4 separate regions of the Mus musculus genome follow, and all the other regions are linked to region 1. A link is a contact called in public promoter capture Hi-C data. All regions are on one chromosome and are shown on one strand. Each heading gives the region's core, a stretch centred on a gene start, on an enhancer-like site or on the middle of the called end of the contact. The rest is flanking DNA. Distances are from core to core; before and after follow the strand shown.

Region 1 (2,847 bases), core at 183-2,682:
GGGGGAGGGGCGCCGCACACATTGAAGGAAAGGCCGTCTAGTCGCGCCCTCCTTAGTAGCAAAGGGTCGGGAGAAGGACCCTGCACCTTCCTACAATCCCTAGTATGTTTGGAAGACAAAAACCTGAGCTATTGAAATCGTTCCTCCTAAAGTACCCATCCCTCTTCGGGAAACCAAGAGATCCCCCTCCTCGTCAGTCTGGAATGAATCTGGAATGTAGAACCCGCCCCGACCCACACCACCCACGCCCTGCTGGGGCAAGCCACTCACAAGTGCTGAGCAGAGGGGCGGAGCCGAGGTTTCAAACTAGAGGGACGTTTCCTCTGGCCAGTCGGCCACGCTTTCCACCCCCACCCTCCCTTTCCCCAAAGGCCTACACAACCCCCGCGTGCCCAATACCCCCCCCCCAACCCTCCTAGCCGTGGGCGTGTAATGGGAACCAGATGGGACTAGAAGAAACCGAGGGGGTTGGGCTCCTTGAAGGCGGTCCTCCACGGTGGACAGTCACGTAGACTACTCTTAGCCTTTTGCTCAGCTTCCACTTCACTGTCCAGAGAGGTTCAATAACTCATGACCTCAGAGAAGGTACCTGCCTTTTCCTGGCTTTGCTATCTAGTCGTCCAAGCAGTAAGGCCTGGCCATCAGAAAAGAGGGTGCCACGAAAACATGGTAAACCCATCCGGGCTCTACCTAGCAACCCCGACGTGCCTAACCAACGCTCAAGTAAATAGTAGATTCTAGTATAACTTACGACCAAGGTTTGAGAGCCGCCTCTTCATATTACAACCTTTAGGCCAGAGAACGGTGTTAAGATACCGAAGGGATTCCTGCGCAGCCCCGCGCTAACAGGTTTACCCTAAGGATACATCCTAGGGGAGCCGAGCAGGAGGAACAGCACACCCCGACCCTTCGCTAACTTTTCCCCCATCACTTCTAACATTCAAACTAACGGCTCGGCGCGGCCAGAGTGCGGCCAACGGGCGTCCGCGTCGTTGTTTGGACGCGTGTGCACGTACGTGCGCGTGTCTTTGTATACTTGTGCGTGGTTGTGAAACTGCGCTCTCGGCTCACAGGAGTAGGAGTGGTGCAGGGAGTAGGAATGTAGCCGGCGGGGCGCTCACGTGGGTACGTGGGCGCAGAGAGGGCCGGCTGTGCATCCGGCGTGGGCGGCAAGGAGCGACCTGCCCCGCCCGTTGGGTCCCCAAGCTCCCCCTTCCACAGCTCGGCCTCGGTCACCTCGGTCCCCAACTCAGCGCCCGATTCCTGAGTCCCCGCTCCGCCTCCACACCTCCCCCCCCCCCCCTTCCCCCAAGTCTCCTCCTCTCAGTCTCCACAGCAGCCTCTCCAAGGCTCAGGCCTGGGCTCCCACCCACCGCCTCCGGTCCCAGCCCCCGGTTCTGCCCACGCCCTCCTCCCGCCAGCCCGGCAGCCAGCGCAGCGCCGGGCCTCGCTCCCTGTGCGTCCTGCGGGGGAGGAGGCGCGGAGAGGCGGCAAGCGCAGCCGGGGAGGTGGGGGCAGAGGCACAGACAGAGGCGCGGAGGCTCCGAGAGAGAAGACGTGGAGGGAGGGACGGAGCCTGGACAGCGGTGGACCCGGGCCGCGCGCGCCAGGCAAAGAGCAGCGCGCAGCAGGCGCCGGGCACCGAGAGGGGAGGCACTGGTGATCTCTGGCCGTCCATGCACAGAGCTCCCTCTCCCACAGCGGAACAGCCACCTGGCAGAGGGGATAACACACGCCGGACCCCGCAACCCAGATTCAAGTTAGTGGGCAAAAGGAGGTGGCAGGGAGTGGAGATGGGTGGAGTTGGACTCCGGAATGGGGTCTAAAGGGTGGAGGTCGAAAAGAGGACGTGGGGAAGCGGGACGGAGGTGGGAGGTGGAGACTGATGGAAAAGGGGGTGAGTATTCGAAATAGGGGATCCTGGAAGCAAACAAAGACCCGATGAACCTGGATACGATAGAGTACTGCCTCGTTTTCCACTCCAGGTTTACTCAGTGGGCATAACCTGGCACATGAGCCCCCTGCAAAGAATGTCCCCCCAGCCAGGGGAAGCTCCAGAGCTTGATCTGTCAACAGTGTGAGGGGTGGCGGCTCTTAGCTGTCTCAGTGTGTCATTAGCAGGCATCCGGGAGAAGGTGGTTCCTTTGAGTTAAGCATCTGCGGGCCTGAAGGGGGTGTGCTTCAGGCCTCCCTTGTCCGTGAAATGACCATTCACAGGGTGAGGAGGGGTGCAGCCCCTTCCTCAAGAGACCTTCAACCTCTCCCGCACTCCCTTGTCGAAGATAAGGGTGGAAAACAAGCGAGAGGAGAGTAGGCGGGAGCCCCCAGGCGGTTTTCGCCCACAGACGCTGCTACTGTGGGAGTGTGTGGGAAGAAGGGCCCCAGAGCAGAACAATCAAGGCTTCCCTCCCCCTTTCCCAGAAGAGAGGGGCCTGCTGAATAGTAGGAAGGATCAATCAAAGGAGAGGGGGTAACTGAAGGGAACTGGGCAGCCTTTGGAAAGTTGGGACAGAGTCTAGGAAGGGTGCTTTAATCCTTGGAAGCGAAGAACAGGAGCAAGGGTCTACCAGGTTCCCTAAATGCCAAGGAAGAGGCCACACCCCTCCCTCTCAGCTACCTGGCCAAGGAGTACAGCTGCCAGCAATAGCTCTTAGTATTCTAAGTTAACTTTAATATGGGATGTTACATTAAGTAATGTTGAGGCTGCTGAGTATTTAGGGGGAAGAGGTAAGGACTTAGTTGGGAGGGAAGTGGGTCCAGCCATTTCAGGGAAGTTATGAAAAGTCTCAGGGCTCAAGATGGTGCTGCCCAGACCAGAAAGATCAAAGTAAAAGACGAGGTAAGCGT
Region 2 (2,897 bases), core at 104-2,603, 300 kb before region 1:
ACCATCTATAAAGGGATCTGATGCCCTCTCCTGGCATGCAGGTGTACATGCAGACAGAGCATCATATACATAAAAAAATCGAGAGAGAGAGAGAGAGAGAGAGAGAGAGAGAGGGAAAGAGAGAGAGAGAGAGAGAGAGAGAGAGAGAGAGAAAACAAATGACTTTGTTGTGACTTTAAATGAATTACTGAACCCGTAAGATGAAACAGTTTAAATGGATTAGTAGCCAACAAATAATTTTCAATGAATTAATAGTTTAAACTTTTCTTTTAACCTATAGCCCAGTTTTTCGTGTGATGCTGTGAAGATTTCCAGATGTTTGATAGATGTGGACAGCAAGACAGCTGGGCTGCAATAAGAATGATGGTTAGGATACAATTTGTTTCTCTCTCTCTCTCTCTCTCTCTCTCTCTCTCTCTCTCTTGGGTCTGGGTCTCTTGTCAAGTAGCCTAAAGAGAAATAAATTAAAGATATCTGTGTCATAAGTTTGAACTACAGATCATGTGTTGCTATGAAAAGTCACAAAAAGGTTTTGCTTGTTCAAATCCCCAAAGGACGAAATTCCACTCTCTACAAACAGAAACAGCCCCAAGGCTAAAGCTCTTCCTTTCTTTAGTCATGCCTGGGGCCCAGGGTCACTGGAAATGGGAGGCCTGCAAGAAATAGCAAGTAATATTAATTCCATCTGAATTTGGAATTCAGTAACAGGAGGGATATGGGCAATCTGCAAGCCAGGCAGGTTGAGTTACAGAGAAGCCTACAATTTAGTGGTATCCCAGGCCTGTGGCCAACCAGGAGAAACAAAACCGCTTTGTTACCTCATGACAGTGATCACTAAAGACTCCTTAGGGATGGGCTGAACACAGAGGAGAGTTTTAAGCCTTAACACAAGCAAGCCCTTCCCCCTTTTCCACATCCTCCGTGTAATCAGGAGGGCACACAGTCCTGCATATTACCCAGGGCTTATTATTATTTTCTCAGTCGTTCCTTTCTCAAGAGGGCATGGGCTTGTCCCTACATCTTACACCTTGTTTTTTTTTTTTTAAAGCATGTTGGTCACATGATTTTGTAGGCCAGATTGGCTGTCAGTAATTTTCTGCTCTAAATTCCTAGTTTGGCCGTGTAGGGGTAGCTTTGTGGAGGTTAGGTTTCAGTGTGCATCGTGGGGAAGGAGGCTGGTAGCATTATTAGTGTCTTCCATTCAATCGTTACTAGGCCAATACTGGCTGGGTGTCCCTTTACAAAAACCGAAAGGTCAGAATTTATTTCTTACAGTAATCACATACTTGTGCATGTCGTGCCTTGTTCAGAAGATAAACATTAACTCTAACTGGAGAATTCAAATGTTCCCTGACCGAAGGTCTTTCTGATAGGGCCTATGGAATCAAAGTGTGGTGTAATTTCTTATCTTTCCCACACACACTTGCTGGGGATCCATTCCAGGTCCCAGGGCTTCATGTGAAACAAACTCTGCAGGAAACCTACACCCCCCCCCCAGCTACATTCTCAGCTCATGAGACTCCTAAATTCTTACTCCCCATTTCTGTTCCTGACTCCTCTAAGACTGACTCTCACTCCCTACCCTGCCTGCTTCAACTTTTTTTTTTTACATATAGTACATGCATGTGGTGTGTGTGTGAGTGAGAGAGGGAGGGAGAGAGAGAGAGAGAGAGAGAGAGAGAGAGAGAGAGAGACTATGCTGTCCAGAAGAGGGAATTGGAGCTACATAGAGTTGTGAATCACCAGAAATCCAGAAATGGGTGCTGGGATCTGAACTCAGATCCTCTGGAGGAGCAGCAAACGCTTTAAAAAAAAACATTTATTTATTACTATATGTAAGTACACTGTAGCTGTCTTCAAACACACCAGAGGAGCGTCAGATCTCATTACAGATGGTTGTGAGCCACCATGTGGGTGCTGGGATTTGAACTCAGGACCTCCTGAAGAGCAGTTGGCGCTCTTAACTGCTGAGCCATCTCTCCAGCCCCCTGCTTCAACTTTGAGTCTCTTCATTTTTCTTTCTTTTTTCTTTTTTCTCATTGTTGGATCTAATTTGTATTGTTCAGAGGGGCCATCCACGGGAGCCCGACTGATATACGAGGAGCCACATCCCTGAAGAAAACTGAAGCTTTCTCTCCTAATGCCAACAGCTGCAATAGTGCTTCAGTTACGGGGGCATGTAAGATTAAATAGGAGGGTATAGCCGATTCCTTTCTTTGAGACCAGCGCTAAGATGCAATTGAGGGATGGTGGAAACCATGTGCATTATTCTCAATGGGTCTTCCCCAGGAAACAGAGGAACCCAAGACTCATTTTGCAGTCTAAGCCTGAGATTCATTTCACACAGCGCCTTGTCCAAAGCCTATCAAATTGCTGCCTCCTAGAACCTATAATTCTTCCTTTTCTTTTGTTTAGCAAGATGTCCCATGGCTCCTTAATGTGTGGGCTCCATTCTGGTGACTTTGTTAGGCATCACCTTTTGTCTGGTGGCTTCAGAATAACTGGGATAAGAGAACTTCAAGGTCCAGCCTCTTATCTGAGAAGATCGGTTCAAAGGAGGAAGATTTATTCTGACTCATGGTTCTAGTTTGGGTCCATTGTCTTTAGATCTGAGGCAAGGCAGAGCATCATGGGAAACATTTGGTAGAATAAAGCTGCTCACTTGCCCTGGAGTGGTTGGGAAAGGGCACAGTGTGTGTTACCCTAGAAACCAGATCACCTGGTTTCTGTTGTAGATAGCCCTGGGGCTAATTATATTTGAAGTGATTCAATTCTCCTGTGAGTAGTTTCCAACTAGGAATGAGTCTGCACTCAGGTGATTTCCTGTAAAACCTGCTTCCCACCTTAATTTGTAAAATAAAGGAGATCTGATGATTGGGCAGATAAAATGGAAGGTG
Region 3 (2,700 bases), core at 74-2,573, 400 kb after region 1:
TCGATGGACTGTCATTTTGAAGTCACTAAGGATGCCACCTTCTTGTCTCTAGAGGCTGGACGTTGGTATATTTCCTGAGCTTGCAAGATGCTGCAACCTTCAGAAACAGTGCCAAACGACCGAGGGTAGCGTTCCTGAATTAGGAACTCGCCATTCTCATTCCTGGCTTCTGCCCAAGCCTCGGCCTCTGTCACCATGATCTCCAGGTCATGTATTGGGCTTCTTTCTGTTGGTTCCCTTAAGAGTCAAGGAGTGTGACTAGTGAAGGCCCAGCTCAGCTGGTATCTGGCCGGTTAGGGCTTGTTTGTCTAGGCCACTGCCCTCTCATCCTTCCCCCTTAGTAACTAACTGACCCTAGACACTGGCCAGTTTCTGAGCCAAGGCCTCCACCCCCTCCCTTCTGATTTCTCCCATCACCCCATCTTCCCCTTGGCTGGAACCTCAAGCCCTGCATCGGAGCTCTCTGTTGACAAGCAGAGGCTGTGACATTGAGCGAAATCAATTTGACCAGCTCGTGGTGTTCCTGTTTTGGGCTGCGGAGGAGACAGGACAAGAACTCTCTGGGCTTGGCTCTTTGTCCCCTTTCCTTTCCTTTCCTTTCCTTTCCTTTCCTTTCCTTTCCTTTCCTATCCTTTCCTCTCTCTTTCTTTCTTTCTTTCTTTCTTTCTTTCTTTCTTTCTTTCTTTCTTTCTTTCTTTTCTTCCGATGTGGAAACTGGGAGAAGAAAAGAATGGAGACTCTGTCCAAAGGTAACTAGGGCAGTAAACACACAGAGATACTGAGCCCGTCTGAGACCCAAATGTAACTCTTTGCCCTGGAAGCTCCTCACAGCAGGACCTCTGGCCCTTTGTTCCTTTCCTCAGGCTGCTATACTCCTGTTCTCTTGCAAAAGCTGCCCTGCCTACCCATATCCCACCCCAACCTTAGAGGCCTCGATGAGAACTCCATCTGTCCCTGAATGGCTGGAAGATAGCTTGTCTTTCCTTCTATTATTATATTATATTTACTTCTATTATATATTATATTATAGAGGAGTAGGCAAGACCTGCCTGTCTTTTCTCCATGCCATGGGATCTAGACTTCACTTCTGTAGCTTCCCACCCGTAAAGGCTCACTGGCTCATTGTACATCTGAGGGGCAGAAAGAGGCTGGGAGAAGGAGGATAAGTGTGATTTAAATATGAAAAGTGGGGTGTAATGGGTGTTTTTTGTTTTGTTTTGTTTTGTTTTTTGCGGGGGTGTGTGTTCTGGAATTAAGGGAATGGGAGGCCCGTAGGTGCTCTTTCCCAGGCAGGCGACAGGCCCACCTTAGTCCTCTTTTCCATTCCTGTAGGTGGAGTCTAAGGAGGAACAGACAGGTCGCGTGTAGCAAAGTGAGCTGTGTGGGGAAGGGGTGAGGACAAGGTTATTTGCGAGCCTCCAAATCAAGGAACCAGGTGAGCCTAAGCCAAACTCCACCTTTGGGTGGTCGCAGTTCGGAGGATCACCTCCTGCGAAGGAAACCCCGCCCCCGCGGCTCCGGCGCGCCCCGCCCAGGCCCGCAGCGCGGCTGCAGCGCGAGGGGCGGAGAGGCACAGCGCGGCGAGAGGACCAGACGCCCAGGTCGCCCGCATCCAGTGCCGCAGGACACCGAAAGCTCATCTTCCCCGAGGCGTTCCAGCTGCTCCCTTGGCCTCAGCGACAGATCACCTGTCCACTGCCTCGACCTCAGCCCAGCGTCCCCTTCCTCCGGAGTACACGCTACCCTTGCAGTCGGAGACGCTCCCAGCCCCTCGTCGTCGTCGACCACCATGGCGGAGACTAACAACGAATGCAGCATCAAGGTGCTTTGCCGATTTCGGCCCCTGAACCAGGCCGAGATTCTGCGGGGGGACAAGTTCATCCCCATTTTCCAAGGGGACGACAGCGTCATTATTGGGGTGAGTGCTACATCCGAAGGAAATTAGAGGAGGGGGCGGGATGCAAAAATCTTTTCACCCCCAAGACTTAGTCCCTCTGCCTGTCATCCTGCAGCAGCTCAGGGATGCTCAGCCTCCATCCTCTCCGCCGCAGCCCCTCCTCTCCCCTGCATCAGGATGGCTGGGTGTGGCCTGCCTAGGCCTGCAGCCAAGTCTCTGCAGAGTGGGAGGGGGCTCCTTTCCCGTCATCAGGAACCCCAACTTGTCTTTGCTACTCTCTTGCAATGTTCCCACCCCTTAGAGCCAGTTCCCTGCCTTTGTGATGTTTTCCCTCTCCCCTAGAGAAAGCGCGTTTTCCCTTTGTTATTGACTCTCATCTCTACCCTAACCTCCACGAAGGGAGGGGAAGGTTAGTGGATGGGCTTGATAGGAAATGAGAAGTCTAGGGCCTCTGTGGAGGAATGAATGGGAGTGGGTTCTAGGACGGGCCCTTCCATCATCGCCTTTAGTAGTTGCTGCCTGGACTTGGGGGGAGGGAGCAGAAATCTGGTGAAGGGTTTTCTGGGAAAGCTGTACACAGATGCCACACCCAATTGGAGAGTTAGCCTCTAGGATCCTAAGGGCCTGTGTGCCTTTCTATCCCGAGTGTAGTATCAAGATGATTTCAGATCCTAAGCCCTCCCAAGTCAAAGTGCCCAAATCCTGAGTTTGTACATACTTGCTTATTCATCTTAGTCTTGAAGATCCAATACAAGGTAGTATGAGTGCTACCTCGTCATGGCAGCCCTCTCCCAAGGAGATCG
Region 4 (2,700 bases), core at 117-2,616, 470 kb before region 1:
AGTCTGGGTGTAGAGACACAGGCCTTTAATCCCAGCACTTGGAAGGCAGCAGCAGGTGGATCTGCGAGTTCAAGGCCAGAGTGGTCTACAGAGTGAGTTCTGGGACAGCCAGGGTTAAACCTGTCAAGAGACACAAACAAGCAAAACAAAAACAAAACACTGGTGGCCCTGCTTGGCATCCTTGCCACTCAGGTGTCTTTACAGGAGGGTGCTGCTTAACCCTTCCCTTCATTGCCTTCTCTAGGGCTCAGTTCTGACACCAGGGATGGACCACCCCCTCTCTCTCCAGCCTGCCTCCATGATGGGACCTCTTACCCAGCAACTGGGTCACCTGTCACTCAACAGTCTGGGCACGGTAAAGGATTGTCTGTGGTTATTAACCCTGCAGAATAAGAAGTGCCTAGGAAATGCTCCTTGGTACCTGTGGTTACGCAGGACGCAAGTGTGTCAGGGTCAGCAAAGGCAGGCTCAGAACTGCAGTAAATGCTTCTAATCCTTATACTCAGGAGGCTGAGTCAGGAAGACTTAAAAGTTCCAGGCCAGGCTGGAGAGATGGCTCCGTGGTTAAGAGCACTGACAACTCTTCCAGAGGTTTGGAGTTCAATTCCCAGCAACCACATGGTTGCTCACAACCTATCTGTAATGGGGATCAGATGCCTTCTTCTGGTGTATCTGAAGACAGCTACAATGTACTCATATAAATAAAATAAAATAATAAATCTTAAAAAAAAGTTCAAGGCCATTGATAAACAGAAAAGAATCAGTAAGCTGGGGATATACCTTCCTGCCTACCTCTTACCTGCTTCCCAGTCACGGAACTAAATGTGGTTTAAACATTTGTGAATTTGCTTAGGCGCCAGTGCATATCTCCTAGAAGAGCTCATCAGAACACTGAAAGGGAAGGGATGAAGCTCAAGGCTCTTTTAGGTCTGACTGGTGCAGGAGAGCTGGTGGCAGTGAGTTGAGGGTGTGGAGGAAGAGAGGGAACGCAGTGAGGGAGGGACATCAACGTGTCTCTAGCTGGCATCCTCGGGCACTCCAGGGACATTTTAAAGAAGCACCCACAACAATAAAGGTCTCTGTGTTTTCTGAAGCTCCTGAGGGCTTTAAACTAGCTGAGAACCATTGTTTTTGTTTTTGTAGTTCATGCCGGCAGCTGCTGCTATGCATGGGGCTTACATCTCCCAGTACCCAGCTGTGCCTTCTTCCAGTGTTTCTGCTGAGGTAGGAGCTTTTTCGGTTCGTTTTGTTTTGTTTTGCAGTGAGGCCAGGACACATCAAGGGCAGATCTCTGAACTGTGTACTCCTCTCTCGGTACTGCCTACCGCCGGCATCCTCACTGGTGGTTGTGAGGAGAGCAGGAGGCGGCTTCATTGGTGTTTAGCCAGCCTGCTCTGTTCAATTTAGACAGGGATGCTGACTTCAGCTGCCTCAATACTCTGAAAATGAGCAAATGCTGAAGTATTTTCCAAGGTAGCTGGACCACTTTGCCCGCTTTCTGGCAGTCTGGATGTTGGATGCACACATGCGTTGGGGGCGGTGTGTGTGTGTGTGGCTGAATTGGGGAGGCTTTAGTGGGAGGTGCGTGTAGGAATGCTTCAGTAACTTTCCTTGGCTGTGATACAGGAGAGCAATGGCCAGCAGAATCAACTGGCAGTGGAGCCCCCCTCAGACCACGGGGTCTATCCTTTCCAGTTCAGCAAATAATGAGGTAAGAACTTTATGGTGGGGAATGCTGCTATGCTATGCTGAACTGGAAGATGGTGCTTGCAGCTTTGTTCTGCCAATAGCCAGACAGGTTAATTAATAGTCGTGTCCTCTTCGTATCGTCTCCAGCTAATGCCTCCTTTAGGATTCTTTCCCCCCATCTTTGTTAAACAGAAAGGAACTCTTGGAGATGCTCACAGACTCCAGAAGGTTTAGCAAGTTACAAGCCTAGCTGTAGCCTGCTGAGCACTAACACCTGGCTGTCATTCCCTCACAGGTCCAGACCTGGGGAGAGAAGCCTATGCAGTCCTCCTTGGGCTCCTTCCTGTGGCTGATGGAACCTGAGGAATCACGTTGGTTTTTTTTTTTGAATGTGCTACATTCAAGATCAAAAAGACTTTTTTTTCTTTTGCAAAAGAAGTTTCTTGCTTTGTATTTAATTGCAGCGAACCTTTCTCCTACCCCAAAGACACCAGTTGAGGTGCTTCTCATCTTCGAGAGGTTTGGGTATGTTGGGCTTTTAAAATGGTTTAAGAACAATCGCAGTGCTGTGAAGTCAGTGAAGGGGCGCTGCTTGCCAGGTTCAGTTAGGGACTATTTTCAATGTGTGTTTTAGATATGCAGGCTTAAAACTTTTGTTTTGCAAAGCTCTCAACACACACTTTGCACACACCCACCCACCTCCCTCCCACGCACTGTTTAAGGCAGGGTCTCACAGTGCAGTCCTGGCTGGCTGACAATGTAGACCAGGCTGGCTTTGAACTCAGCGATCCTTCCCACTCTGTCTGAGTGCACCGCCATGCCTAGCTAGTTGTTTTTTTTTTTTTGGTTTTTTTTTTTTCAAGACAGGGTTTCTCTGTGTAGCCCTGGCTGTCCTGGCGCTCACTTTGTAGACCAAGCTAGCCTCGAACTTAGAAATCCACCTGCCTCTGCCTCCCAAGTGCTGGGATTAAAGGCGTGCGCCACCACCGCCCGGCTAGTTGTTTTTTAAAA

The links. Promoter capture Hi-C pulls out the DNA fragments that hold promoters and counts their contacts.
Region 2: a contact with region 1 is called in a promoter capture Hi-C map of liver, with 2.9 times the contacts expected there. The contact joins the enhancer-like site here to the promoter of Nab2 in region 1. A contact is called at or near these places in 9 of 39 promoter capture datasets (3T3-L1-derived adipocytes, the C10 cell line, Sertoli cells and 5 more), 1 of 15 datasets of contacts at CTCF or cohesin (the NIH/3T3 cell line), 11 of 115 datasets of contacts at active chromatin or transcription factors (the NIH/3T3 cell line, acute myeloid leukemia, bone marrow-derived macrophages and 7 more) and 4 of 9 other capture datasets (adipose tissue, embryonic stem cells, liver and 1 more).
Region 3: a promoter capture Hi-C map of embryonic stem cells shows a contact between it and region 1. The contact joins the promoter of Kif5a here to the promoter of Nab2 in region 1. A contact is called at or near these places in 3 of 39 promoter capture datasets (3T3-L1-derived adipocytes, embryonic stem cells and hippocampal neurons) and 2 of 9 other capture datasets (adipose tissue and liver).
Region 4: a promoter capture Hi-C map of hippocampal neurons shows a contact between it and region 1, with 3 times the contacts expected there. The contact joins the enhancer-like site here to the promoter of Nab2 in region 1. A contact is called at or near these places in 2 of 39 promoter capture datasets (the 3T3-L1 cell line and hippocampal neurons), 1 of 15 datasets of contacts at CTCF or cohesin (the NIH/3T3 cell line), 1 of 484 Hi-C or Micro-C datasets (embryonic stem cells), 2 of 115 datasets of contacts at active chromatin or transcription factors (the NIH/3T3 cell line and bone marrow-derived macrophages) and 3 of 9 other capture datasets (adipose tissue, liver and pancreatic islet).

What each region holds. Positions count from the first base shown.
Region 1 is chr10:127,665,288-127,668,134 of GRCm38.p6, reverse strand. It overlaps Nab2 (Ngfi-A binding protein 2), which reads left to right and starts at 1,432. Exons shown (of 7, transcript NM_008668.2): 1 at 1,432-1,759. The coding sequence starts at 1,677. It overlaps 1700012D01Rik (RIKEN cDNA 1700012D01 gene), which reads right to left and starts at 1,012. Exons shown (of 2, transcript NR_045171.1): 1 at 752-1,012.
Region 2 is chr10:127,968,492-127,971,388 of GRCm38.p6, reverse strand. No RefSeq gene overlaps it. Among named protein-coding and RNA genes, the nearest start is that of Gm23996, 17 kb to the right of the region's middle. Within about 2 kb of position 1,353, at least 33 of the 459 cell types and tissues checked have an H3K27ac peak or open chromatin away from gene starts, as enhancers often do. A contact at or near this core is called in liver, second pharyngeal arch cranial neural crest and trophoblast stem cells, where this site is marked.
Region 3 is chr10:127,261,986-127,264,685 of GRCm38.p6, reverse strand. It overlaps Kif5a (kinesin family member 5A), which reads left to right and starts at 1,323. Exons shown (of 29, transcript NM_001039000.4): 1 at 1,323-1,918. The coding sequence starts at 1,790. Gm40800 (a long non-coding RNA gene) reads right to left here and starts at 382. Exons shown (of 2, transcript XR_872171.2): 1 at 1-382.
Region 4 is chr10:128,132,652-128,135,351 of GRCm38.p6, reverse strand. It overlaps Rbms2 (RNA binding motif, single stranded interacting protein 2), which reads left to right. Exons shown (of 13, transcript NM_019711.2): 10 at 245-355; 11 at 1,144-1,224; 12 at 1,627-1,711; 13 at 1,985-2,700. The coding sequence ends at 1,707. Among named protein-coding and RNA genes, the nearest start is that of Gm51821, 8.4 kb to the right of the region's middle. Within about 2 kb of position 1,366, at least 32 of the 459 cell types and tissues checked have an H3K27ac peak or open chromatin away from gene starts, as enhancers often do. A contact at or near this core is called in hippocampal neurons, where this site is marked.